7 separate regions of the Mus musculus genome follow, and all the other regions are linked to region 1. Evidence: chromatin contacts called from public ChIA-PET, Hi-C and HiChIP or PLAC-seq data. All regions are on one chromosome and are shown on one strand. Each heading gives the region's core, a stretch centred on a gene start, on an enhancer-like site or on the middle of the called end of the contact. The rest is flanking DNA. Distances are from core to core; before and after follow the strand shown. Region 1 holds the start of Cybrd1 (cytochrome b reductase 1). Region 2 has its middle 10 kb from the start of Dlx2. Region 3 overlaps Gorasp2 (golgi reassembly stacking protein 2). Region 4 overlaps Gm38528 (a long non-coding RNA gene). Region 5 overlaps Tlk1 (tousled-like kinase 1). Region 6 overlaps Tlk1 (tousled-like kinase 1). Region 7 holds the start of Tlk1 (tousled-like kinase 1).

The links. A called contact is a pair of places that touch in the nucleus more often than the background predicts. ChIA-PET counts read pairs in DNA pulled down with a chosen protein or histone mark. HiChIP or PLAC-seq counts read pairs in DNA pulled down with a chosen protein or histone mark.
Region 2: a contact with region 1 is called in a FOXA1 HiChIP or PLAC-seq map of pancreatic cancer cells. The contact joins the enhancer-like site here to the promoter of Cybrd1 in region 1. A contact is called at or near these places in 6 of 39 promoter capture datasets (the 3T3-L1 cell line, frontonasal cranial neural crest, hippocampal neurons and 2 more), 1 of 15 datasets of contacts at CTCF or cohesin (embryonic stem cells), 6 of 115 datasets of contacts at active chromatin or transcription factors (bone marrow-derived macrophages, embryonic limb bud, embryonic stem cells and 2 more) and 1 of 9 other capture datasets (embryonic stem cells).
Region 3: an H3K4me3 HiChIP or PLAC-seq map of embryonic stem cells shows a contact between it and region 1, with 32 read pairs. The contact joins the enhancer-like site here to the promoter of Cybrd1 in region 1. A contact is called at or near these places in 3 of 39 promoter capture datasets (cranial neural crest, embryonic stem cells and frontonasal cranial neural crest), 1 of 15 datasets of contacts at CTCF or cohesin (the NIH/3T3 cell line), 2 of 484 Hi-C or Micro-C datasets (bone marrow-derived macrophages and embryonic stem cells), 10 of 115 datasets of contacts at active chromatin or transcription factors (embryonic basal ganglia, embryonic forebrain, embryonic stem cells and 3 more) and 3 of 9 other capture datasets (embryonic stem cells, liver and pancreatic islet).
Region 4: a contact with region 1 is called in an H3K4me3 HiChIP or PLAC-seq map of embryonic stem cells, with 30 read pairs. The contact joins the enhancer-like site here to the promoter of Cybrd1 in region 1. A contact is called at or near these places in 21 of 39 promoter capture datasets (the 3T3-L1 cell line, 3T3-L1-derived adipocytes, the C10 cell line and 14 more), 4 of 15 datasets of contacts at CTCF or cohesin (the NIH/3T3 cell line, embryonic stem cells, large pre-B cells and 1 more), 25 of 484 Hi-C or Micro-C datasets (B cells, ECoMG myeloid progenitors, the G1E-ER4 cell line and 5 more), 20 of 115 datasets of contacts at active chromatin or transcription factors (T-cell acute lymphoblastic leukemia, bone marrow-derived macrophages, craniofacial prominence and 11 more) and 3 of 9 other capture datasets (adipose tissue, liver and pancreatic islet).
Region 5: a contact with region 1 is called in a Hi-C map of bone marrow-derived macrophages, with 19 read pairs. The contact joins the enhancer-like site here to the promoter of Cybrd1 in region 1. A contact is called at or near these places in 11 of 39 promoter capture datasets (the 3T3-L1 cell line, cranial neural crest, embryonic stem cells and 7 more), 2 of 484 Hi-C or Micro-C datasets (bone marrow-derived macrophages and nephron progenitors), 3 of 115 datasets of contacts at active chromatin or transcription factors (embryonic basal ganglia, embryonic stem cells and large pre-B cells) and 1 of 9 other capture datasets (embryonic stem cells).
Region 6: an H3K4me3 HiChIP or PLAC-seq map of embryonic stem cells shows a contact between it and region 1, with 7 times the contacts expected there. The contact joins the enhancer-like site here to the promoter of Cybrd1 in region 1. A contact is called at or near these places in 6 of 39 promoter capture datasets (the C10 cell line, the HPC-7 cell line, HPC-7-derived erythroid cells and 3 more), 1 of 15 datasets of contacts at CTCF or cohesin (large pre-B cells), 3 of 484 Hi-C or Micro-C datasets (Th1 cells, bone marrow-derived macrophages and embryonic stem cells), 4 of 115 datasets of contacts at active chromatin or transcription factors (T-cell acute lymphoblastic leukemia, embryonic stem cells, large pre-B cells and 1 more) and 2 of 9 other capture datasets (adipose tissue and liver).
Region 7: a contact with region 1 is called in an RNA polymerase II ChIA-PET map of memory CD8 T cells, with 155 read pairs. The contact joins the promoter of Tlk1 here to the promoter of Cybrd1 in region 1. A contact is called at or near these places in 2 of 39 promoter capture datasets (hippocampal neurons and pre-B cells), 2 of 484 Hi-C or Micro-C datasets (B cells and bone marrow-derived macrophages), 9 of 115 datasets of contacts at active chromatin or transcription factors (DN3 thymocytes, bone marrow-derived macrophages, cardiomyocytes and 6 more) and 1 of 9 other capture datasets (liver).

What each region holds. Positions count from the first base shown.
Region 1 is chr2:71,116,633-71,119,426 of GRCm38.p6, forward strand. Cybrd1 (cytochrome b reductase 1) reads left to right here and starts at 1,422. Exons shown (of 4, transcript NM_028593.2): 1 at 1,422-1,680. The coding sequence starts at 1,488.
Region 2 is chr2:71,555,506-71,558,299 of GRCm38.p6, forward strand. No RefSeq gene overlaps it. Among named protein-coding and RNA genes, the nearest start is that of Dlx2, 10 kb to the left of the region's middle. Within about 2 kb of position 1,371, at least 4 of the 459 cell types and tissues checked have an H3K27ac peak or open chromatin away from gene starts, as enhancers often do. A contact at or near this core is called in pancreatic cancer cells, where this site is marked.
Region 3 is chr2:70,689,042-70,691,835 of GRCm38.p6, forward strand. It overlaps Gorasp2 (golgi reassembly stacking protein 2), which reads left to right. Exons shown (of 10, transcript NM_027352.4): 9 at 142-261; 10 at 1,617-2,684. The coding sequence ends at 1,942. Among named protein-coding and RNA genes, the nearest start is that of Gm38528, 14 kb to the right of the region's middle. Within about 2 kb of position 1,325, at least 41 of the 459 cell types and tissues checked have an H3K27ac peak or open chromatin away from gene starts, as enhancers often do. A contact at or near this core is called in embryonic stem cells, epiblast stem cells and pancreatic islet, where this site is marked.
Region 4 is chr2:70,707,855-70,710,648 of GRCm38.p6, forward strand. It overlaps Gm38528 (a long non-coding RNA gene), which reads left to right. Exons shown (of 4, transcript XR_866403.3): 2 at 1,889-1,948. Among named protein-coding and RNA genes, the nearest start is that of Gm38528, 4.9 kb to the left of the region's middle. Within about 2 kb of position 1,362, at least 19 of the 459 cell types and tissues checked have an H3K27ac peak or open chromatin away from gene starts, as enhancers often do. A contact at or near this core is called in embryonic stem cells and trophoblast stem cells, where this site is marked.
Region 5 is chr2:70,740,819-70,743,612 of GRCm38.p6, forward strand. Tlk1 (tousled-like kinase 1) reads right to left here. Exons shown (of 20, transcript NM_172664.3): 11 at 1,236-1,424. Among named protein-coding and RNA genes, the nearest start is that of Gm38528, 38 kb to the left of the region's middle. Within about 2 kb of position 1,348, at least 22 of the 459 cell types and tissues checked have an H3K27ac peak or open chromatin away from gene starts, as enhancers often do. A contact at or near this core is called in bone marrow-derived macrophages, where this site is marked.
Region 6 is chr2:70,779,393-70,782,186 of GRCm38.p6, forward strand. The region is part of intron 2 of Tlk1 (tousled-like kinase 1); the gene reads right to left. Among named protein-coding and RNA genes, the nearest start is that of Tlk1, 45 kb to the right of the region's middle. Within about 2 kb of position 1,354, at least 48 of the 459 cell types and tissues checked have an H3K27ac peak or open chromatin away from gene starts, as enhancers often do. A contact at or near this core is called in embryonic stem cells, where this site is marked.
Region 7 is chr2:70,824,129-70,826,922 of GRCm38.p6, forward strand. It overlaps Tlk1 (tousled-like kinase 1), which reads right to left and starts at 1,352. Exons shown (of 20, transcript NM_172664.3): 1 at 1,065-1,352. The coding sequence starts at 1,203.

The DNA of each region.
Region 1 (2,794 bases), core at 172-2,671:
GTGACAAGTGCCTTTACCTACTGAACTAGCCCTCAAAACCTATAATTGGAAAAACCATTCCTTGATGAGCAGGCACATATGCACATGTGTGTGCTCACGTGTGCACATGCGCACACACAGGTGTGCACACACAGAGACACACTCGCGCGAGCTTTGCGCGCGCGCGCGCGCGCACACACACACACACACACACACACACACACACACACACACACACTACCTTTCCTGTGTTTTGTAAGGTCTCTAAGGGCTAGAGGGAGCATTCCCAAATGCACTTTGGAAGCCGAGGCATCCAGCACCCTTTTCCTCTGATAGTGATGCTCAATGTCTCACCTAGAAGGGCAAGGATAACGGAAAAGGACAGGAAGCCAGTGTCTCTTCATCAAGTTAAGTCACTCAGGGAGGTTTAAGGTCTAGGCTCACATTGGTTTGAGCAGGCAGACATCTTTAAACTCATTTTAGCACACTCCAGGCAAGTCCAGGGCTGTGACTGCCTGTCTTCCCTGGCGCAACTGCAAGTTGCAGGTGGCTTATATTCTGTTATTTCTGTCTTTTCCAGCTGTTATTGTTACTATTTTTGATATCGGATAGCATGTACCTCAGGCTGGCTTCACACTCTCCATGTAACTGGGGATGATATTAAACATCTGATCCTCCTGCCTCTACTTTTCCCATGGTAAAATTATAAGGGGTGTGTCACTTCTAAGGACTGTTCTAAGGACTGTGCCCAGGTCTTTGTGCGCGCTAGGCAAACCTAAGTAAGACCAATTTAGCTGCGCTTTCAGCCTTCTCTTTCTCTCTTCTCTGTTTTGATGTTGAGGCAGGCTTTCTATAGCGGTCTGGTCTGGAACTCTCTATGTAGCTTAGAGTGGTTTTACACTTGTGGCTATCCTCCCGCCTCAGCTTTCTGAATGTTGGGGTCACAGGTGAGCTCCACTACACTCTCATCCCTACAGGTGCTTCCTTACACGGTAAGGCCAAGTCCACTGCTGCCCTCAGCAGCAGACCCTCTGGGGGGTCAGGAAGCCTGGATAACTACAACCGCAGGCTTCACCACTTTCAGTGAATCTGTCTCTGGTGACAAAGAGTGTGTACCACCGCCCTCCACAAGAATAAGGAAACAAGGCGCATAGAGTTGAAGCAAAGTGGTAGGCTTGAGCTCCTGGGCGCTGTCTTGGTGAGGAACTGACTCACACTCAAGGAGGTTGGATGCTTCTTCAGGTGGTGGCCACCACGGCAGCCAGAGCTCACGGTGCAGCCGCGTGATCGGGGGTGGAGGATGGGGGATAAGGGGTGGGACCGTCTGGAGCTTGGGCCCGCGGCACCCCCGGGAGGCCCCACAGCCTGTTACCCTAAGAAAGCCCCTCCCCACGGGCGGAGACGGCGCCGAGAAGTCGCCGCCCCGGCCCCACCGCCGGGCCAGTACCCCGAGGCCACGGCCGCAACACCAAGTTCTCCAGCAGGCTGTCGTGGAGCATGGGGTGCTGATGGCCATGGAGGGCTACCGGGGCTTCCTGGGGCTGCTGGTGTCCGCGCTGCTCGTGGGCTTCCTGTCGGTGATCTTCGTGCTCATCTGGGTCCTGCACTTCCGAGAGGGGCTTGGCTGGAACGGCAGCGGGCTCGAGTTTAACTGGCACCCGGTGCTCGCGGTGACCGGCTTCGTCTTCATCCAGGGCATCGGTACTGGGATCCTCGAGGGGGTTGGTGGGGTCACTGCGCGATGGGACCCGGGACGCCGTCGTGGATTCCAAGGAATTCATGAAACTAGGGAAAGTTACTCAGGTGGGCAGGGCCTGCGCAGTCAGGGACGCGAAACCCCAGCTTCGGTGAGGCTGGCCTTTGAACTTGCTTCAGGTCTCCTAGGCGGGGAGCTCAAGTCTCCGCGCAGCATCGTCAGTTGGTGCCTCTCCATCCTTTCCCCTGTCCTGTTCTTTCCTCCGGAGTTCTGGGCACCTCCATCAGTCACCGGCTGCTGCCTGGCTGCGCTCCATTTGTTGATGTGGCGAAAGTTCCTTGGCGGAGTTTTGTGGTCTTGAATCTGACAGGGAGATGAAAGCTGAGAGTGGCCCCAAGGGACCGCTGGACGCCCGGGATCCATCTATCTCTCTCTCTCTCTCTCTCTCTCTCTCTCTCTCTCTCTCTCTCTCTCTCCCCCTGCAATTCTACTCTTCATCTTCACTGTCTTCTTCAGCTAATGGGGCACCGCACGTTTCACTTTTCCAAAAAGGCGGTGACAGCGAGAATGCATTCAGAAAAGCCAAGCTGTTGTGCTGGGCTTGCTTAGCACAAACTGTTTGAGAGGCTCGGAACAGGTTCTAGCAGCCTGGCTTCTGAACAGGCCTCCTCTTCTTCACCAATACTAAAAGTCCCACAAATGAGCAAACAGAAGCACTGGCTTCGTTCCTAAAGAAAAATGTGTGTGTGTGTGTGTGTGTGTGTGTGTGTGTGTGTTGCACCCCCCGCCCTCCCCCCCCAACCCCGCGCATGCTTTAAACCGGTGCTACGGCCTCCAGCAAGAGTGGTCAGCCTTCTTCCATGGGAATCTGGAGAAGGTAATACTAATGCTGAGCTACTGTGGTGTGAGGTAGGCATCCAAGCCATTTCGCTGCAGAGTTCCCAGCTATTTGGCCACTACCCTAAAATGAGAAAAACATATCCAGGTTCTAAAGTTCCAACCACCAGAAGCACTCTTTCCATCACGGTGGAGCGCTTTCGTTTGGCCAGAGTTGTTAATATCCTCTGTTTAATTAAATAGTCCCAAACACCTCTTCGTGGCTTCCAGCCACCCAGAACA
Region 2 (2,794 bases), core at 121-2,620, 440 kb after region 1:
CTGAGCCAAGGTGCTTTCCTTATAGATTTTTTCCTTCAACTCTGAATATGAGTTGGCTCGAGGAGAATATTCTATGCAAACAATCACTTGCATGTTGGAAGGTTGTCTGGCCAAAAAATCAATTTCACATATCGGTAATTACTTTTTTCCACAGTGATGGGAATGGACCCAGGCCTTCCTTGCACATGCAGGAAAGCCCACTACCATTGAGTCTCTGTAATACAATGACCTCGGAGTCAAGGGGAAATAATTTCATCAGCAAACCATGAGGGCAGGATCCAGAAAATAATTGTATCTGTGAAAGCTAGAGTTAGAGTCAGGAGTCAGGCATAGGATCCAAACCTCCTGATTCTTCGGAGCACCTGTCAGTGAATAGAACAAGTCTAGTGCACAGCCCGTGGTTATCACCAGAAGCATGTTGGTGTGGTTGTGGCAGGCCTAAACCCAAATCATAAGCACTTCTTTTTAAAGGCAATGGATGGTACAGCTCTCTCCTTCTCCCTCTCCCTCTCCCTCTCCCTCTCCCTCTCCCTCTCCCTCTCCCTCCCCCTCTCCCTCTTCCTCCTCCTCTTATTCTTCCCTTCTCTTCTTCCTCTTCCCCTTCTTCCCCTTCTCCTCCCCCTCCTTCTTAAGGCAGAGAGCTGGAGAGATGGCTGGACATTAAGAACAATTACTGCTTTTGCAGAGAACCGGGGTTTGGTTCCCATTACTCCACTCAGGCAGTTCACAGCGACCTGTGATTCCAGTTCCGGGGCTCCACCGCCCCCTTCTGGCCTTCATGAGCTCCTACATGCATGTGATGAGCACAAACTCAATCCACACACAGACATGTACACATAAATAAAACAAACAGGCAGATCTTTAAAGACCAGCTTAAACAGCAACTTAGCAGGAACCTGTCTTGGCATAAAGAAGAAGCCGGGTAAGATATCTCAGCAGGAGAAGGCACTTTCTGTCAAGAAACTGGGTGGCAAACAAGAGAACCAGCTCCCACAAGCTGATCTCCACAAAAGAGATCCCATACACACACACATAAATACTTGCTTTACTTATTTTATTTTACATTGAAGGATGGAACCTCAGTCAATACACGTATCCATAAGATCTGACTGTAGGCATGCTTTCAGGGCATTTTCTTTGTCTTTTTTCCTTTTTTATTGATTTTTTTTTTTTTTTTTTGTAAATTTCACATCACGCACACCAATCCCGCTCATTTCCCAGTCCTTCCATATCCACTCTTCATCCTTGTTATGCCCTCTCCAAAAGAAAAAACAAACCTCACCATGGAAGCTTTGGTGTGTCATGGTGCGTCACAAAATATACCATTTTGTTCAAACAACTTACTTGTCAATGTTCACTGCAGTGAGTCATGGGTCTGGTTCCAGGCCTCTGGCTTCTGCTACACTGTCAGTCCTGGCTCCTCACTGAGACTGCTCTAGGCTATCCTGCTGTTCCATTGGGTCATGAAGACCCTGCAGCTTTGGTTCTGTAAGACTGGTCTCTTCACATACTCCAGCAGCTTATAGGTGGGGTAGATGTTGGGATGGGCTAGCTCAAAGCCCAGGAGCTGGGCCTCCGTAGTAGCTGAATCTGTCAGTGCACCAGCTCTCCTGCACCCTTGCAACAGGGCCAGCTCTTTCCATCATGCCATCAAGGCCAGCTCTCCTGTGCCCATACCATCAGGTCAGCTCTTCTGCACCCACACAACCAGGAACAGCTCTTTCTTGCTGCTCAGGCCAGGAGCAGGGCAAACTCTCTAGTGTGGTGGCTGGTGAAAGGTGGGATCAACTCAGTACAGTGCTTAGACATCAACATAGCCTCAGGCAGCAATCCAGACCAGGAGCATCTGAAAGGCCTCTGGTGGTAACACAGGCCTGGGATATCAATACAAATACAGACCTTGGCCATGATAAGACCATGGACACAAACAGGGCCCCAGTTGGCAGCATGGACCCAAGTCACCATGGCCTTAGGTGACAGACAGTACAGATTGGTGTGATCCTGGTGGCAGCATGGCCCTCAGACATCCACTTGGTCTCAAGTGGAAGCTATGGACATCTGCTCATAGCCTTCGGTAGTAACTCAGGCCACAGGCATCAACACAGACCTGGGTTGCAGCAGGACCACGGGCCCAGGCATGGCTCTCGATGGCATCCTGGGCTAGGATGCCACTATGGCCTCAGGTGGCAGCATGGATCATGAACATCTGGATAACCTTTAGTGTCAACACAGGCTACAGACATCAGCACAGACGCCAGCTTTGATAGGGCCACAGAACAATACATGGCCTTTGGTGACAGTCGGGGTCCAGCCATCACCATAGCCTCAGGTGTTTGCACAGGCTCCTCACATTTACCTGCTCCTCACCACCATAGTGTTCCCAGTTCCACACTTCACCACAGTGCACTAACCATTCAGCTTCACTTTCTCTCCCATCTCTCCATCACATATTCTTTCATTGTAATGGCGCCCACTTTGGGGCCAGGGCAGGAGCTTGGGTGTCTTTCTTCTAGCTGCTTCAGGACACCACAAATAATAATTTTAAATGTCATAAAAATAAGTGAGGATATAATTCAGTAATAGAACACTTGTTTAGTGGGTGTGAGGACCTGAGTTCAATCTTTAGTATCACAAAACCCCAGAACAAAACCCAGGAAACTTCCCACCAAAAAGGAGAATAGTTAGCCTTATTGGCCCGTATCTGTGACCCTGACACTTAGTAGGTCAAGACAAGAGTATCAAGGTAATCCTGGGCTCCATAGAGAGTTTGAGCTCAGGCTAGGCCATATCTAAA
Region 3 (2,794 bases), core at 75-2,574, 430 kb before region 1:
CGCGTTCTGTGAGACTCAGTTGTCGCTCATCAGTGAACCCTGGTGTCGGAATTCTGAAGAGATCCTTTTGTCAGCGTGTGATGACCTGTCTCCTTCCCAGGGGAACGACTTACCTTGTGTTCTTTCTCGCCCTCTGCTCAGGTCTGATGCCTTTGTCAGCAGGGCTGCCTAGCCTCCCCAACCTCCCCAGCCTCTCCAACTTCAACCTCCCTGCTCCGCACATCATGCCAGGGGTCGGTTTGCCAGAGCTCGGGAGCCCGGGTATGTTGCATGCCTTACCCTCCTAAGACATTGCTAATAAAAACATGGATTCAGGAAAGCGAGGCCTCCCGTTCAGTCTTTTCCAGAAAGAGCATCTCAGCTAAACACATTTCAGCTACTTCTAATCAGTATCCATCTTTTATATGGAGAAGAAGAAAGAAGTCCATGACCCGGCCTTCTGCCTCCCTCCCTTTCTCTACACCCTGGTAGGTTTGGCCCCAGGCAGGCTACCATAGGATCAGTGGAGTTGCACTGTGCACTGAATTTGACAGTGTGGTACAGTCACCTAATAAAGATGCTTGAGTCCCCTCTCTTCACTTCCTGTTTAAGGATGCTACCCACAGGAAATGCTGGTGACTGCTCTGTGCAGTCCAGGCCTGGTATTTTTGTTTTTCTGAGATTGGAGGGGCAGGCGGAGTCTCACTGTAGCTGGCCTGGATTAACTTCCTGCCTCAGCCTCTCAAGTGCTAGGACCACAGCTCTGCACTCGGGCCAGCTAAGTGTTCTGGGGGTTGACAGATGGTTTTATAATAGTAACCCAGAGCACCAGCTGCCAGCAGGTGGCTCTCAGGTCATATGCCCAGGTGAAAAGGGAGCAGCAGTCCCCAAGCCTGCTCCTGCTGACGCTCCCTGTGACTGCCCATCATGACACTGCAGTGATCACTCCATACTGAATAGTGGTTGTCATTGTCACACTTCTGACAGGTTTGCATTTTTTACATCTTCAGTGCCAGGGCTGAAGAACAAGGGACCTAGAAAGCCCCAGCTGCACCGACCACACTCCCTGCTTCTTTTCCCTGGGGCCCATATTCTTGGTCCCTCTGTCTTTAAATGCAGCAAGCCTCTAAGGACAGGACAGCTTCTCCAGCCAGTGGTGTCCTGGACATACCCCGTACAATCCGCCTTCCCTTTGCTCTTTCCTCTCTGAAGATCTCCAGAATAACGCACCAAGAGCAGCACAGGCAGTGCGGGGCCTCCCCAGGTGCAGGGCGGCTCCCTTGAGGCAGTGCTGCTGCTCCTCCACAGCTCCTCCTCTTAGCTGACAAGAGGCGCCTTGCCTGGGCAGGATCCTCCTAGCTCACATCCAGCCAGCGCCCTTGAACGCCAGGGAGCACTGCTTCCCATGGCTCTGGAGGGAGCTGTTGTCGCATCGGCAGACTCCTGAGTGCAGGGCTGAGTACACGGAGCTTGGGCCTGGAAAGCTTTTGGCCCCAGCCTCCAGTTAGAGGTCAGCAAAGGTGGCAGTGAGCAAAGAGCTCTGCTTCGGCTGCAGGCTCTCAGGGGCAGGTAGAGGAGCTTGATGGCCGTGCTCTGGTTGCTGGGAGAATATGTGACCTCTGCTGTTTCTATCCTAGGTTTGCCACCTCTTCCCTCCTTGCCTCCCCGAAACTTACCTGGCATTGCACCTCTCCCCATGCTGTCCGACTTCCTCCCGTCATTCCCTTTGGTTCCAGAGGGCTCTTCTGCAGCCAGCGCAGGGGAGCCGCTGTCTTCCCTTCCTGCCATGGGCCCACCTTCTGACCCTGTCATGACTACTGCAAAGGCAGACGCCTCTTCCCTCACTGTGGATGTGACGTCTCCTGCTTCCAAGGTCCCCACCACTGTTGAGGACAGAGTCAGCGACTGCACCCCGGCCGTCGAGAAGCCTGTGTCTGATGCAGATGCTTCAGAGCCTTCTTAACTGGGAACCAATGTTCAGAACCGACGTGGTCTGTTTAGTTAACCACGGGGTCAGGTCTGGAATCGCAAACTACCATTGATTTCATACTAGTGTGTACCGTATCTGTAGGTGTCCTGTACATAATTCTAAGGGGAAACTACGCAAGAGGCTGAGGGCTTGCCTCCCACCACGTCGGGGGGTTACAGCCGAGGAGGGCAATCTGAGAATGTGCTTGTATTTTAAACAACCAAAAAAAGTTGTCATGGGTGGCTTGCTGCCAGGCATCTACTGCCGTTCTGGGAGGTTCATCTTTGGAAGAGAGATGGCGGGGTACCCACTGGGTTCCCTGTACCACTGCTATGCCTTGTGTAAGGAAATGAAATATTTTATGCCTAGTGCCCACATGCAACATTTCTTGTACTTTGTAAGTCGTTTGCAAGAACACAGACCACCTCACTAAACTGTACAAGGAAACAAGAATTTACTGTTGGTCTCTGTGAGTCGCATCTCTATTACGGTTTACACAAAACTCCCAGTTGCAGATGTTTTGTTCCGGTCCATGGCACACTATTAATTGAACATCTTTTTATTCTGCCTGTACACAGATCTTGTTTTGAACTCAGAATTATTCAGACACCATTTTGTAGCTGCTGCTGTTGCTTTAGATGCCTGTGGTAAGATGGCATTTAAAGAGAAAGAGAGGAGCTGCGCTCTGTAGCTACTTAACGGTATCGCGGCAATAAACTCCAGTCGCTTTACGGTCTCCTTGTGTTCTAAGTGGCGAGCGTGTACTTCATGTGTGCCTCACATCTCTCAGGTCAGCCTGTGGTGGGTGTGCTTTTCTAAGTTTCCAAGCGATGCTCCATCGAGTGG
Region 4 (2,794 bases), core at 112-2,611, 410 kb before region 1:
TAGCGCCACTAGAAAGTCAATTATTTTCTCTAAAGCATCCTTACAAATCAGCCCATTTAATACTAAAGGTCAAGACCTTCTTTTAGAATTAAAAAGGAAAGAAACCCAACAAAATAAAATTACACTTTAACATAGCTCTTTCTCCTAAAAGACAAAACCCCACCAAAAAACAAAAACCATGTGCATTGCTGGAGGGAAGCAAAGATAAGTAAGGTAAACACGCTATTGATTAATGCACACATAAGATAATCCTGCCCATGCTTTTTAGATTCCGTAACTAATATGGCCACTCCTGGGGAACTCCGAATCTTGATGAATGTGTTCTGATAATGCTGAGGGGGCAGGGTCTCTTCAAAGAGGTTTCTTTTAGACTTGAAACTATGTTTCGGAGCTGAAACTGTGTCTGCTAGATAACCTATTCTTCTGAAAAAGCTTTACAAACTGAAGGAAAACCCATTCCTACTGGAGAGTTAAAATTGTCATGGGAAAAAAAATGTTAACAAGCCAGCCACCAGTGTTAGTGTCCACCGTGGCTGCAGATCCACAGAGCACAAAGTGGGGAGCAGCATTTACCTGGGAGACAGAATCCAACCTACCCAACTGTGCCCCACCCCCATGTGCTAAGGCAGTTGAGGGACTCTTGAGAGCCACAGGCAGGCCTCATACTGACTGTCATGCCCAGATATGGGTTCAAAAGCACATCAAAACCAGGGGCTGGCTGCTGCCCAGTCGTCCATCTCTTCTTAGGGCCGCCCAATGGCTGGCTGGGGGGGCCTGGAGGGGGGTGTCTCTAACCCTCACTCAGGTGTGGGTTCCTGTGCTAGGTTCCTGCTAGGCAGGGGCAGTTAGTAAAGTTTACAGATGTGGAAGCCTCCCATAGAAGTTAGTGACTATGCTCACACTAATAAACTAATATGGAAGACAAAGCCACAGCTGACTTCCAAGCCAGAGACGCCAGCCTCCTCCACCCCGTCCCCACATTATCCTTTTCCTGAATCTTTAAAAAGAACGTATGAATTTGGTCATTAGTAGACAAGATAATTAAAAAATTGAAACACCTAAAACCACAGCTAAACACCACATTCATTTTTCAGCAACTTTAGTGTCTAAGTTTGATGACTACCCTGTCTTACAGAAGACCTTGGTATCGCCTGCTAAGTGGATGAATTAACACATATACAGCAGGCAATTAACTCAGATGAGATGGTGGGGTCATGGTTTGGCCTAAGGCTTTCCCAACAGTCAAGGAGCCTTGAAGCTTACATGAAAATCTGAAATGGATTCTGTGTGGAAGGCAGGCTGTGCTGAGTGCTCCCATGGTGGCATGCGTGAGGGGGCGGGAAGTGTGCGTGAGGGGGCGGGAAGCACGCCTGAGGGGGCAGGGGTGCGCATGCTTTTCAGTCCTTAGACGTGGAGAGACGCACTGAAGCTTTTCCAAACTTCCAGAACTTTTTTTGAGTGAGCTACTGAGTCAGTTCCAAGGCTCTCCTTAGGAAGAGAACAGTGGGCAGGGAGAAGCCCAGAGCTACTTTCTGGCTCCTCCATGGGGAGGCATCAACACCCCGGAAGCCTCTCTGGGGAGGGCACACAGGTCCTACTGGTGGGTGGCCCGCCTGCAGAAGGCATGGGAACACAGCAAGGACAGCACTGGTTTGCACTCACCTTCATCTTACCTGAAATGAGCTTAGTCACAAGGGTGCGCTCCAGTGACTCAGCACCAACAGTGAGTGCTGACAGCGTTCCAACACTTTTCTTTAGGTTTGCTCTTTTATGATGATATAAAAAGTCACACTTGCTCTTTGATTTTTGTCACCACTGAAAAGTGACATTTCAGGCTTCCAAAGATAGATAGATAGATTGGTCTGTCTGTCTGTCTACCTTTTTATAGGCCCAGCCAGGCTATAATGCTCTCTCTCTCCTCCACACATCCCTGATTCCGAGGTTGCAGGTATGTGTTATGATGCCCAGCTCCTTCTCTCTCTCTCTCTCTCTCTCTCTCTCTCTCTCTCTCTCTCTCTCTCTCCCTCCCTCCCTCCCTCCCTCCCTCCCTCCCTCCCTCCCTCCCTCCCTCCCTCCCTCCCTCTCTCTCTCTCTCTCTCTCTCTCTCTCTCTCTCTCTCTCTCTCTCCTCTCTCTCTCTCTCTGTGTGTGTGTAGCCCTGGCTGTCCTGGAATTCATTTTGTAGACCAGGCTGGCCTTGAACTCAGAAATCTGCCTCCCGAGTGCTGGGATTAAAGGTGTGCGCCACCACCGCCTGGCCCGTCTCTCCTCTTCTGATGCATCAGTGAGCATGTGGCTGTTACGTCAGCTTCCTCTATTGAAGAGCAGTCCGTCCATCCACCCATCTTACTTCAAACGACTGAGACACAGAAAGATAACGGAAAAGCACAGCAGAGCTCTGCGCATAGCCATCACTGGCCACAGCAGGGTCCTTCTAGCCCAGCTCTGGGTATCCCCTCCAGAATCCTTTCCTAGGGACAGAGAACCTAGACAACAGCTGTTACCATCCTGCTTCCAAAACTGTGGTGAGGTTTCTGTGCCTGGAGGCGTGGGCCTGCGCAGGTGATTCACATCCAAGCTCAAGGCCCAAGAGGGCTCAGGCCAGGGCCACACACCCTGCTCGTCACTGGAGACTTTGGTTTTATAAAAATAAATCTTGAATTCGGTTTATACACTCAAATCTTACTTATTGAAAATTTTTTACAGGGTGTCTTAGTGTGGGAAAGCTCTAAATGAGTCTTCTGCGACCAGATTGCCTCTGGGCTGGGCACATATGTGCGACTCCGCTCCTAGGC
Region 5 (2,794 bases), core at 98-2,597, 380 kb before region 1:
AGACTAGGCGTCTATAGAGGCAGAGGTAAATAAAGAACTAGGTTATTTATAGAGTAGAACTAAAGGACTAGGTATCTGTACAAGCAGAGTTAAAGGACTAGGTATCAATAGGGCGGAGTTAAAGGACCAGGTATCAACAGGGGAGGAGTTAAAGGTCTAGGTGTCTACAGTGGCAGAGTTAAAGGACCAGGTATCAATAGGGGCGGGGTTAAAGGACCAGGTGTCTCAAGAGAAGAACTAAAAGACCAGGTGTTAAAGGACTAGTGTCATTAGGTATAGAGTTAAAGCCCAGCACTTTTAAGATAGCCACTGTGTTGCTGAATATAGAACCTTAGTGCTTTTTAAACCAACAGTTGGGTATTCTAATTGAATTTAGAACAAAATTAGAAATGACTTGAAGAAGTGATTCTGAGATAGAATTTGAAGAAGTGGCCATGTTGGTCTGTTCATGTAGTGTCAGATTTTTGGAAGCCTGAGACAGGAGGACTGCTTGAATCCAGAAATTAAAGATCACCCCGGCAAAAGATTTGATAAAAATGGAACCGAGGGGAGAGAAAGGAAAAAGGAAGACTAATGAATGAATAATATGCCAGAGACTGGGGTATAATAGTGCAGAAAACACAAGACCTAGGCAGTATGTGTGTAGAGGGACAAATGGAGCTGTGTTTGTAATGTATGAGAGCTCTGCTTCCTGCTCACTGCTTTAAAAGTCCCTGACATGGCAGGAATGAGGGTCAAAGAACCTTTTCTCAATAAGGAGACACAAATGTGTCTATATAGAACGTCCAAGGGTATCTACATCTTTATTCACATAAATCTTTGTACAACTTCCCAAATCTTCTATAAACATGTAACTATTATCTAAGCATCTTTGTTCTTTGAATTACAAAGAGCAATTGACATAGAAAATTTAGAAAACAAAACAGAAAAAAGAAACAACTGTCTGAAACTACCTGTGAAGTACATTTATACATTCAGAAAATAAACCGCCAACAATATTAATTTGAACACTGCAGTGGTATAGGCAACTGATTCAGATACGAAAGGGGGTAAATCCCACTCAAAATCCACTGAAAACATTCAGGCTTGGAGATTATGTCAGAGATAACTTTTCAGTTAACATATTTCCTGGCTATATGTACTTTTGTTTTTGCTATATCAATTATGAATAACATTATTATTAGCATTCTCGCTCACTGCTAACAATGTAAGTGAAAATTTTAAAAGAAGCTTACAGTTGTGGTAAATTTGGCCTAACAAAGGGATCGTTTTCCGCTCCATTGACTGCCTTGGTCTTTCTTTGCTTGGCTTCAGAATTGGTAGCAGGTGCCTGAGAATTATTAGCTGTGGGAGGTTTGCGTTTGCCTAGAAGTTTTCTTTGCCGTTCAATGTCTTCCCTTTGTTGATTCACCCATTCTTGTTGCCTGTGTAAAAAGGAACAAATGAAACCACATTAATCTTCCATTATTTTCCACAACTAAAAATATATCAAAAGGATCACATAGTATAAAACTCTATTCTGTTGGCCCCACTCTTTTAAAAAATTTTAAGCATATACTTAATTGTTTTGTGTATGAAAGTTGTTTGTTCATTCTCTTTTTAGACAGGAGCTCACTGTGTAGCCCTGACTGGCCTGGAACTCAAAGTGATCCGTCTGCTTCTGCTTCTGAATGCTGGGATTAAAGGTGTGCACCAACACAACCAACTGAGTGTGTTGCCTATGTATTCATGTGCATCACAAGTGTGTTTGGTGCCTCTAAAGGCCAGATGAGGCTATCAGTTCACCTAGAACTGGAGTTACCGAAAGCTGTGAGCCATCACCTGCATGCTGGGAACCAAACCTTGGGCTTTAGGTCCTCGGGAAGAGTAGCCAAGTGTTCTCAACAGCAGAGTCATCTCTCTAGCCCCATGGGTCCCACTCTGGTGAAACAAAACATCCTACAGGTCTCACTTCATACAGTCTTTAAAGGAAGTGTTCCCTAAACCTCCAGATAAGAGGAAGTATGTGGTTACACAGTATTTCATAGTATCTTGTCCTTACTGAAAAATACCTTTCCTATAAAACTACACCAGAATGAGTTTGGTTAGGCTAATCTTTTCATTAAAATAGACAGTATACATATTACACACACACATTCTATTTTATTCTTACTATCTAGCATGGTGATCAAAATATACTAGTATACACACTAAGATTCTTTTAAATAAATGAACTAAAAACAAAACAAAGCAAAACCCAAGCCCCATCTAATCAAAGTTTGAGATAGATTTTAAACATATGTTTTATCATCCAACAATATTTTAGATAAGCTTATAAAAGGCAAGGGAAATTTTAATATGAAGTGATACTTTCTTAAAACTGTTGGTATTTTGAAATAAAAGATGACAATGTAAAAGCAAAAAGAAACTTGAAATTTCTACCTGTTACATTAATAAATACAAATTTAATAGCACTTCCCATTGATGTATCTAAAACAATTTTCCAAAGAGTTGAGAGTCTACAAACTAGTGGATATTATGTCTATTACAGAATATAGGCTGGTTGTAGACCTGTAATCTCAGAGTATGTGTGTATGGGGGAAGGGGATTGCAAGTTCGAAAGAAACTTAGGTTACAGAGCAAGCCTTGCATTAACAGTTGGGGGCATGTGCAAAGTGCATGTGTGGGGTTGGTCAGAAGACTAGGTCCCAGGGATACAGCTCAGTCTGTCAGGCTTGCTGCAAGTGTGTTAACCTGATGAGTAACCTCCACAGCCACGAAAGGAACTTGTGATCAGCCTTTCTCAGCCTAAAAT
Region 6 (2,794 bases), core at 104-2,603, 340 kb before region 1:
TCAACTCCCAAAGTTATCCTCTGGCTTTCCCACAGGCATGCCACATAGCACAAGTATGCACACACTCACACTTAAGATTAAACAAATAGAAAATTACTTGTTAGGAGTCCTTATGTAGCTAATAAGCATAAATCAGACCATAAAATATTAAAGGCCATTCTATCCCATAAAATCCTATTGGGAATATCTGCAGGAGACAAGGGAACATCAAACTCTAACCCATCACCTATTTTAACAAAGTTTCGCTGGAATGTAACCAACTACACACTGAATGACAGTTGGTCTATGGCTATTTGAGTGCCATGTCAGAATGAAGTAAAGCACTGTGGCAGAATTCATATGACATTAACTACTTGGCCCTGTAAGAAGTTCTCCAAATGCAGCTACACAGACCCTATGAAAACTCAGGGGCAGAGGTGAAGAACTGAATGCAGTACTGTACTTCACCAATAGATGCCCCCATCTAACCATGCTAATCTAATATAAATTGACTCCCTAAAAAGCACTGTCTCAAATTTTTAATTCAAAACTTAAGTCTTATGATATCAAACACAATTAACCCTTCCTATCTTAGGTACTCAACCTCCACTGGGACTTTGAGTAGGCAAGCATCAGGTTATTTGTTTTGTGCTGCCTTACATTTTTGGTGTACTACAGACACTGTAAAGAGCCTTCTCATACACACTCCTGACCCATGCCTATAGCTAAAAACACAAGAGAAAACACAACCAAAAGCAATCAGCAACGAAGCCAATCAGCTCTTTCCCTAGAAACAGTCAGCCTCAACCTTTCCTAATGCTCAGACCCTTTACCACTGCTCCTCATGCTGTGGTCACCCCCAATCATAACATTATTTTCATGATTCCATAACTGTAATCTTGCTACTGTTATGGATCATAATGTGTGTGGGGTGGTGGGCTGTGCACAGACAACCTGGTCCCCAGTCTAGCAAAAGTCTGGAACCCCAGTGACCCAGTGGGGGGTGATTTCCACCTGCATGGGACAGCAGGTGTTCTGCCATGCCTCCTGGGTCCCTGGCTCCTATCAGTAGGTAGCTACAGCCTCCCCAGCCCCCCACAGAGAGGTATGTGGCCATCAGTCATGTAGGAGCCGCACCGAGCCCTCCCACATGCAAATAAGGTTTCCCCAAAGCTCTCAGACAAAACCAATGAGAAGTACCTGCTGCCAGACAGACCCTTACCCACCCCAAAACTGTATATAAGAATCCTATCCGGAAGGATTAAAGGCATGAGAGAACTACTTGGTCATCCAAGCCTTCTGTCCTAAGAGCTGTAACACTTAGGAAGAGGTCTGCTCTCCCGAAGCTCTGCCTGAAGCTCCGCCACACTCCTCACTGGCTAGTCAGCCTCTTGTCAGCCCAACCCAAACCGACTCAGTGCAGGGCTGCTCTGGCCGGGCCAGAGATCTCCTTGGAAAGCCTTTGGTACACAGGCCCACAAATGTGAATATTTTTGGAGACAGAGGTTTACCATGGGGTGATCCACAGATGGAGAGCTTAGGCTCTCAGAGAGACATAAGCATGGGGTGGAGGAGAAAGGTGTTGCTTCATGGGCTGGCTTCCCTTAAGACCACCACAATCAGAAGGGAAACAGTTCTGTTGGCCAAAGTTGCCCTGCCTTGTCCAAGTCTCATTTTCTCAGCCTCAGAACCATTCAGTGAATTGTCCCACGAGCTACAAAATCTTTTCCCTTCCATAAACAGCAAACTCGCCTCTTTTTTTTTCAAATAAAGTCCAGTAACTAGTATAAAATGTAAATCACTTCAAAATGGTTTGGCAAAAAATCTGGAGTGGACAAAAGATAACGAAATCATGAATTTAGACAAGTTGACTTGTTCATCTTAGCATCTAACAGGTAGTTCGACTAATACTAGTTCTAGACAAAATTGTAAAATGGACTGGGCTTTGGTTCCCATCCTCAATTTCAATAGGCATTGATATTCTGTTCTTAGCTCTGCTAGCTGCAAATTACTCATCTATTATTGTATTCTTAGTTTTCAATTAATTCCAAACAGTAAATTCAGCAGCTTAGGTTTCAGTCAGCACCTATAAAAACAAGAGCCCGCTGCCATATGCTCCCATTCCCTTAGACGTCTTTAGTTCACTGCTGGCCATAGAGGTGCAGCCCTTTAATCCCAGCACTCAGGAGGCAGAGGCAGGTGCTGGGTTCAAGGTCAGCCTGATCTATAGAGCTAGTTCCAGGAAAACCAAGGCTACACAGAGAAATCCTATCTCAGAAAAACAACAAAAGGAAAGGAAAGGAAAGGAAAGGAAAGGAAAGGAAAGGAAAGGAAAGGAAAGGAATCCATCACGTTTATATTTTAACAGAATTTTTTGAAATGAAGGTTTAATTTACAAAATATTCTGGGGGCTGGTGAGATGGCTCAGTGGGTAAGAGCACCCGACTGCTCTTCCGAAGGTCCAAAGTTCAAATCCCAGCAACCACATGGTGGCTCACAACCACCCGTAATGAGATCTGATGCCCTCTTCTGGAGTGTCTGAAGACAGCTACAGTGTACTTACATATAATAAATAAATAAATCTTTAAAAAAAAAAAAAAAAAAAAAAAAAAAAAAAAAAAAAAAAAAAAAAAAAAAAAAAAAAAAAAAAAAACAAAATATTCTAACAACCCTATTAACTCCCATGAACTAGATGATAAATGGGCAAAACCAAGTATATATACATACAAGTTCGCAGCTGTGCCTATTCTACTCTGGCTATTATTAGAAAAATTATAAGATATCTAAAGCAGGTATAGAATTCTGTCTGCAAACC
Region 7 (2,794 bases), core at 102-2,601, 290 kb before region 1:
TGCTCACGGGAACAAAATGACAAAGAATGCTATGCCTCAACCACTGGATCCGGGCAAGAAACATTTGATTAGCAATTACCAAAGCTATGGATAATAAATATAGACATATTTTCAAAATACAATAATCCGAACGACTCATAAACCGAAGCTCTGAATTTCTTTACAAGGCTTACTAGACTGCTGGACTTTCAAACGTTTTCTTCTTTTTTTTAAAGGTGCTGATAATCTCCTTGTGCGAGACAACCGGGAGCGAACAGCCCATTTACCGATTGCTAACGAATACGACTTCGCATTTTCCAGACAAAAGGGCGTTAAAAGAGATCCGATGCAAATTTATTCTTCCCTGGTAAAGGAGTGTTCTCCCGAATTCCATTTTATGGAGTATACTTAAAGTTAAAGGCAGCAAGTTCATTTTTTAGTCAAAAGCACTAGGTGCCTTACTAGCTGTGTGACTGCTACATCTGGTGGCAGAACACTTGCATGCAAGGAGCCAGAAAACTTAGAAAACAATTGTAACCGATCTCAGTGCGTGTTTTGCAGAAACCTTCAAGCAGGAATTTCCACCAAAAAAAAAAAAAAAAAAGCCCACCACCCTTGGGCAGAAAGGAACACGAGCGTACTTGCAACCCACGAGCATAACGTTCAAACATGCAGGAGCCGATGGCGAAGGAAGGAAAGTTGCAACCATCTGGGGGGGGGGGGGGGGTGGCACGAGCAGCCTTGCCCACGAGTCGGTCTGCCGTTGGGATCGCTCTAGGGGCCGCGATGGGGATCCGACTCGGATCCGAGGCAGCCCAGAGCATGCGGGAGGCGGGCGAGGGGCATCTTAACCGGTCCCGGCGGCCCGGCTTGCGGCGCGGGGACCGCCTCTATGGGAGGAGTGCGGGCTAGGGGAGGGGGCTCGCGCGCCGAGGCTGCACCGCGAGGGCAAACCCACCCGAGCCCCGAGGCCAGGAGGCTCAGGGAGCCAGGGCAGGCCTCCCGCCCGCGAACCGCCACCCCCCACCCCAGCCCGGGGTCCGCGCGGGCCGAGGGAGCCCGCGGGAGGGCGCGGCGGCGCTTACCTTCCCTGGGCCTCCCGGATGGCGGCGTGTGATTCAGCAGGGACCTGGCCGCCGCCGCCGAGCCCGGGGTTGGAGACGTGGAGAGCCGGGACCAAGATGGCGGCCCCTCCAAACTTCCACTGCTACTTTGGACACTCATCAAGCTACTTTCTGGGAGCCCGACTCCCCCCCTGCGACGGCGGCGGCACCGGCACCCGCCTCCGTCATGGCGGGGGCCGCGCTGAGGGCGAGCGCGGGCGCGAGGGCTGGGAGGGGAGCGCCGCGCCGCCGAGGGAGCGCGCCGGGCGGAGGGCGGGCGGGGAGGGTAGCGCCGAGGGGAGGCGAGTGGCCGGGGCCGCGGGGCCGGGGCCGGAGCGCGGGCGGAGCGCGGGCCGCGCCGACCGAGGCCACTTCCGCGGGCGGAACCTGCCGGCACCTCTGCAGTGCGTCGGGCCCCGGCGTCGCCCGGGCGGTGGCGGGCGGTGGGTGGCGGCTGAGGCGGCGGGGTAACCTCTGCATCAGTTACGGGCGGCGGCGGCGGCGGCGTCACGCGCCGCCAATGCAAACACTATCGCGAGGCTCCTGCGCCTCCGGTAGCAGCGGCGGCGGCGGCGGCCGCGGGGCCGGCAGGGGGGAGGGGGGAGGGCCCTGCCCGGGCGGGGCGAGGGCGGGGAGGGCGCGAGCGCGCTGGGAGGCGCGGGGCCCGCGGCGCGGCGCGGAGCGGCGAGTCGCGTGCGCGGAGCCGGCCGGAGGGAGGCGCGCCCCCGCTGCCACCTGCCTCCCCCTCGCCGCGGCGCGCCTGCTCCGAAGCGCGCCCCACACCCAGCCTGCCCGAGACGCCTCTGCTCTCGCCTGGCTCCGGAGTCTCAAAATGGAACTGAAAAGTTGAGAGTTGCTTCTTGCCCTTCAGGAGAAAAAGAAGAAAGAGAAGAAGGAGAAGAAGGAGAAAGAAAGAAAGAAAGAAAGAAAGAAAGAAAGAAAGAAAGAAAGAAAGAAAGAAAGAAAGAAAGAAAGAAAGAAAGAAAGAAAAAGAAAGAAAGAGCAGTGTGCACTTATCCATCTGCAAAACAGGAGTAGTCACGGAATTAAAAAAAAAAGAACCTAAGAAAATAAAACTTTCCTTAAAACAATCTACCAAAAGAATTGAGAAACCCTACCGGTGGGGTAGCCTGAGTGTGTGGTATAGCTGTTTGTTCTTTGTTTTCACAGAAGTGGAAAATCTAAATAGAAAATGTTGACTACTGAATTCACAGTAAAAAACACAAAAAACAAAAAAACTATAGTGTTCATCTTGAAGAAGGTATAGTTTCTAGAAATTTCCAGTTTCTGGTGCCGCTGTTGAGTATTGACGACGAATTCCCAAAACAAATTACAGCATTTGCTAAAATTTATAGATAGAGCATAGCTTTCTGCACACCCACGTACACACACCAGCGATTGGCCATCTTGTTCATAAAAGAGCAAGTCTGGTAGTCCAGGAAAAATACGACAAGGTTACTGCTCTCTTTAAACCAAATTGAATAGAACACTAAAATGATTATGCTATAGAGCAACTGTGCAGGCATAAGGAAATGACATGATTACCAGGGGGACCAAAATGTCATTTCTATTTTTTATTTTTATGACTTTGCATTTCTCATCGTAATGTTTTCTTCAGATAAACTGTACTCCCAGAATAGAGCCTTGGTTGTCAGCTATGCCAGAAGTCACTGGGGTGTTCCTGTGCTTCAGATTCTTGTTTTCAGTCACAT